Linked DNA regions of Sus scrofa: region 2 is linked to region 1. Evidence: chromatin contacts called from public HiChIP or PLAC-seq data. All regions are on one chromosome and are shown on one strand. Each heading gives the region's core, a stretch centred on a gene start, on an enhancer-like site or on the middle of the called end of the contact. The rest is flanking DNA. Distances are from core to core; before and after follow the strand shown.

Region 1 (2,918 bases), core at 248-2,747:
TGTGACTTTATTTAAGAATTCTTCTTTCCCCAGGCATTTGAACCTTTCATCTACCCTCAGCCTAAACCATCATTGGGATGCAGAATAAACCCCTAATGGCTCCTCCTGAGAAGCCCCTTCCCAACTGACCTCAAAGAAAACCTTTCCTAATCAATTGCCTGGTCCAGGAGTTCCCTTGTGGCACAGGGGGTTAAGGATCAAGCATTATCATTGTAAAGGTTTGGGTCACTGCTGTGGTGTGGGTTTCATCCTTGGTCCTCCAACTTCCACAAGCTACAGTTGTGGCAAAAAAAAAAAAAAAAAGTCTGGTCCAGCTGGCTGCTTATCTAACTTCCTGATAGGCACACTTTCTATCCTTTCTGACTCTTCCACATGAAAGAAAGGCCCTTTTCTGCCTGATCTTTCTTCATAAGCTAGCAGATCTTAGAATTGGTGCACTCTCCCTATTACCATCTGCTCTCCCCCTAGTGCAATAAGCCCCTTCCCCGAATTGCAATAATCCTTTGGAATAAAGCCTCTCTTTATCGGGATTTGGTTTTTTGTTTGAGAGTTTTCTGGTGCTGTGACTTGGCTCAAGACCAGACCTCATGTACAGACCTCTTCCATCCCTACAATTCCTACATAAGTAATACTTCAGGGATTTGAAGAAATTGCTGAGTCCAGTTCTTGAACCAATGCTCTGGATGTCTTTTTGGTCAAATCACAGCAAGGGTTTTATTCTTTCCAGCAAAGAGAGAATCTTTTCAATTAAAATTTTCTTTGGCCCTCCTCTGAGTTCCCTTTTCTGTTCCCTTGGTTCCCATACCCAGGGGTTTTGCAAAGGTATTAGTCATTGGGACTCTTTGGCCACCTGGAGGCAGCAAGGCAGCTGAAACTGCAACCTATGACACATCTGCCACCCACTGTGCCGGAACAGGGATTGAACCAGCGTCCTTGTGCTCCAGAGATGCACCAACCCCACCAGGCCACAGCAGGGATTCCTAAAAAGTTTCTTTCTTTGGTTTAACTGTCAATCCCACAGGTAACTCTTACTCTATCAGGCACCCTCACTCTTCTCCTGCTGACTGCATGCCATTGTGTCCGAATTCATTTAACATCTTCCTGAAAATGATAAAATTTATCAAAAGCAATTTAGAACATCAGAGGCTTCTCTGGGAAACTTGGGATATCCCCACACCAGCTCATCTAGGCCCCCTCCCTTCTCATCATCCCCTGCTCCTCTCTACCATCTCAACCTTCCCTCGGCTGCCTTGAATCCTGACTGTCCCTGTTCAACTTCCTTCTCTCCTCCACTCATCCACCTTGGCAGTCCCCTCCCTACCACCTCACCCTCAGCTCCAGGTCCTTTGAGATTTAGGTCCCCTTCTGTTCTGCTCATGACCTGCCTCTTCACTCCCTTGATGAAGGAAGTCTCCCCTGCCCTAAAGCAAACAGAGGGTCAAATACACAACAGTCATACTAGACAGATGAAACTGATACCAGTTTATTAGTCACAGAGACCCAGCCTAGGGGAGGAGGACACTGCATGTCATTTTCGGCCACATGGGGGTTACACATAACATCAGAGTGAATCAGCAGGGGCTGTGGGAAGAGGCTTTGTGGTGGGGCATGAGGGATGTGTGGCCCTTGGTTTCCTTGGGAGTATGTGATCAGCTTATTTAAATGTTTGTGGGCTGGCAGGGAGGTAAGACTCCTTGAGAATCAGGAGGAGTGCATCTGGTCTGGCTCATAGAGGAGCTGACTGAGCAGTGGCGACAAAAGTAGGGGACAAGAATCAAAAGTATCAAGGCAGCACGTGACACATCAGGCTGTACGATACACTCTCCTCCCATCAGGAGCTCTGGGGAGGCTCAGGGACCCCAACAACAACCAATAACAGAAGTCACTAGAAACAGACTGTGCACTTTATCCACTTATATAGGCTTTAGAGGCACAGAGATGGCCACTTGGTTTTTGTTTTGTTTTGATTTGGTTTGGTTTTTGTTTCCTAATGTTCATTGCTATTATTATTGTTGTTGTTGTTGTTGTTGTTATTATTAAGTATAGTTGATTTACAATGTTTTGTCAAGTTCTGTTTTATAGCAAAGTGACCCAATTACACACATTTCCCTGTGCTGCACAGTAGGATCCCATTGCCCATCTATTCCAAATATAACAGTTTGCATCCCCCAAACCCACAAAATGCCCATCCATCCCACTCCCTCCCCTTACCGCCACCCCCCAACCCTGAGTCTGCTCTGCAACTAATGCCTTTTGCAGCAACATGGATGAATCTAGAGACTCTCATACTAAAGTGAAATAACCCAGAAAGAAAAAGACCAATACCATATGATATCACTTATTTGTGGAATCTAAAATATGGAACAGATGATCCTATCTAAAAACAACAAACAAACCAGCAAACAACAAGCAGAAACAGATCATGGCCAATTGGTCTTTCCTGAGTCCCTTGCCCAAAACATAGTCCACAGACTCTATAAGTTTACATATCCGGGCAGAAGCAATCTTAAGGATCTGCTCTACCAATATGTGTAGAGATGCTTAAGCCTTGTGTGGAGCAAGTAACCATCTGCTAGAAATAATCCTGTTAAAAATATAAAGGTGGGAAAGGATGAGAGCCACACTTTTACATGAATCAGTGACTTGAAGTTTTAACATTGAAGCTATAAACTCTCTATGTGTACCTGTCTCTAGGTATATATGTTTACATATCTGTAAGTATCTAGGTATTATACATGTACTATTTTCCTAAGTGCAGATGGTATTACCAAATTAGATGATAAAATTCCTTCAAGGTCCTCAATTTTGATTGACTTAGAAATAAGTGCTTATGTAAATTAAATAATCCTAAAATTCCCAGAAATTGAGTAAATTGAACTTCTGGTATTTTAAGTCTTAATACTTCTAGTATGAACTTC
Region 2 (2,918 bases), core at 153-2,652, 150 kb before region 1:
CAAACTTGCAGGAACAGTATAAGAAATGATCTTTCCTGAAATAAGAGAAAGTTGTCTACATAATGCCTCCTCACCCCTGCACATTTAGTATATTTCCTACAAACCAGGACATTCTCCTGGTAACCTAATACAACTATCAAAACCAGGAAATGAATATTGAAACAATACCACCCTTTAATCCAAAGAGGCCATTCAAGTTTAACCCACTGAAATATATCCTTTAAAGCAAAAGGATCCAGTACAGAACCAGATGTGGCATTTAGTTGACATGTCTTGAGTTTCCTTCAATTTAGGACAAGTCTTCAGTCTTTTTTTGTCTTTAATGATGCTGATGACACTTAAGAAGAGCCCTCACAGTATTCTGTAGATTGTTGCTTGATTTGGGTTTCCTTGTTGGATTCACTTATTCATTGCTGACATGTACAACTCAGAACTGATTTGTGTTTTTCTCATTTTATCCTGGTAATATTCATGTGAACACCTGATGAAGGTGCTATCTAAAGAGCTTTTAATGGGGACATGTCAAAGAACACTGAAGCCAGATTGATGGGGTTCCCACTGGCCAGATTTGGGACAATTTGAGGAGCAAAAGAAATAATCATGCTAACAGATTATAACCTATTGAATAAAGATTCCATGAGTTCACATTATACTGTATTAATTAATTGATCAATTGATTATAGTTTGATGGTTTGCTGGGGGTAGGGAGAGGGAGTGGGATGGACCGGGAATTGGGGGTTAATAGATGCAAACTATTGCCTTTGGAATGGATAAGCAATGAAATCCTGCTGTATAGCACTGGGAACTATATTTAGTCACTTAGAGTATGATAATGTGAGAAAAAGGAATGTTTATGTGTATGTGTGACTGGGTCACCTTGCTGTACAGTAGAAAATTGACAGTACACTGTAAACCAGCTATAATGGGAAAAAAATTAAAATCATTAAATAAAAAGTAGCAAAAAAAATTTCAATGAACAGCAGGATAGTTGTTCACTCTAAGCACCCCCCTAACACTTATTAATTGCGGTGGGGGGGAGTATTTTTACAGCCAGAGAGACTCATAACAAAGCTTTTCTATTTGAAAACCCTATAGAGAAGGAATTTCCAATGATTTCTAATATAAAAATTATTTGCACATTTTATATTTAAAATTATTTCCTCATTGGAATAACAATGTCCAAAAGTCCATACTGGTTATCCATCATTTTCTTAGAAGCAGAATGAGCAAGCTTTGTATAGTTTCATATTGGTTATTAGCCATCATTGGAAGTAATTCATGATCATTTTCTAAAAATTGGAAAATACAGGAGAATAGAAAGAAGAGGAAAGGAAAATAGTCTGTCCTGCTATCACCACCTGAACAAAAGTGAAATAACACTGTGGTAGGAACTTGATGCTTACGTGACATATTCAAGATCACACAGCTGGTGAATCACAGCACTGGGACAGTCACACAGACCAATGGTCCTTGCATATCTGAATTTTTCTGATAATGATCACTGATATCTCTTGTTCTAATTGATTTTCTCAACACATAAAATAAAACAGCTTCATTTTCTTCTATGCGGTACTTGCTTATTAAAAAATAAACAAAATTGAAAGTATAGGAGAGTAAAAAAAAAAAAAAATCACCCAGTATTACCACTCAATCACACCACCATTTATTAATACATTTTAATACATTTGGGAAATCTTTCCAGATGCATCTTTATGAATTTAATAAATATATAAAGAGAATGGTAGAATTTGTGTTCTGATCATCTTTCCATGTCCAGAAATCCTTTTGATAATTTCCTAGAAGTATTATACTACCTCACTTGAAAAAAATTTAAGTTGTCGATAAACATTATTAAACCACCTAAGGAATAATTATTACTAATTTAGACTCTCACTATGTGAGACTATGTTTTTCTCCACATGTGCTGTCAAAGATAAGTACAGCTGGGTACCAGTTAAAATGTTAAGGACAGATTTTAATAAGTAATATGCTATTAAAATAGGGAAGGCGATTCAGTGTAAACTGAACTCAACTCTGATTTGTACAGAGATGACTGCATGTTTTAAAGGGAAAATGAAGGAGGAGAGAGGAGGGGAGGCTGGGGTTCAGGAGAGTCAGGGAAGTGAAAAATTACAAAGAGTGGGTCAGGGTGAATGCTGATGAGGATAGCTGGCTCTGCTAGCTGGCCATTATTGAAACTAGGGTTCTATCCTTCCACAGAGGTTAGGAAACAGGCCCTATCCTTCCTGATGATTGCATTTTAATGGAATGTCTTCCAGGTCCTTGAAAAAGACACTCTGGAGTTGTAGGAGATACATAAACATCTCAAAGGGACAGAGGAAGGATTTGTAATAGAGAAAAACAAACCTGACTCTGTATTAGACAGTTCCTTTTATTTTAACCTTACTTTAGCCTTTGTCCTCTTGTCACTTGTGCTTAGTCATCCTGGCTCTGCACCTTTTGCAAAAGGATACTTCCTATAGCCTGAAATAAATAGGATAGCCTATTCTTAAGGCTGTAATCTTTAAGAGCATTACATTTTTGTTTATTTATTTTTGTCTTTTTAGGGCTGCACCTGTGGCATCTCAAAGTTCCCAGGCTAGGGCTGGAATCAGAGCTGTAACTGCCAGCCTACACCACAGAGACAGCAACGCTAGATCTGAGCCGCATCTGCGATCTACACTGCAGCCCACGGCAATGCTGGATCCTTTACCCACTGAGCAAGGCCACGGATCAAACCACATCCTTATGGTTACCAGTCAGTTTCATTACCGCTGAGCTATGACGGGAACTCCAGAGTATAACATTTTTAGATAAAGAGTTACAGAACAGAGAATAACATTTGTTTTGTTAGAGGTTTATAGGAATAGTATAACCCGATCTATGTGGACAGTTTCAAGAACAAAGGATCTGACACC

Evidence for each region. HiChIP or PLAC-seq counts read pairs in DNA pulled down with a chosen protein or histone mark.
Region 2: an H3K27ac HiChIP or PLAC-seq map of alveolar macrophages shows a contact between it and region 1. The contact joins two enhancer-like sites. A contact is called at or near these places in 1 of 5 promoter capture datasets (liver) and 1 of 2 datasets of contacts at active chromatin or transcription factors (alveolar macrophages).

What each region holds. Positions count from the first base shown.
Region 1 is chr1:229,418,825-229,421,742 of Sscrofa11.1, reverse strand. The region is part of intron 2 of LOC110255722 (a long non-coding RNA gene); the gene reads left to right. Among named protein-coding and RNA genes, the nearest start is that of GCNT1, 8.8 kb to the left of the region's middle. Within about 2 kb of position 1,497, at least 10 of the 83 cell types and tissues checked have an H3K27ac peak or open chromatin away from gene starts, as enhancers often do. A contact at or near this core is called in alveolar macrophages, where this site is marked.
Region 2 is chr1:229,571,480-229,574,397 of Sscrofa11.1, reverse strand. All of the region lies in intron 3 of GCNT1 (beta-1,3-galactosyl-O-glycosyl-glycoprotein beta-1,6-N-acetylglucosaminyltransferase), which reads right to left. Among named protein-coding and RNA genes, the nearest start is that of GCNT1, 140 kb to the right of the region's middle. Within about 2 kb of position 1,402, at least 6 of the 83 cell types and tissues checked have an H3K27ac peak or open chromatin away from gene starts, as enhancers often do. A contact at or near this core is called in alveolar macrophages, where this site is marked.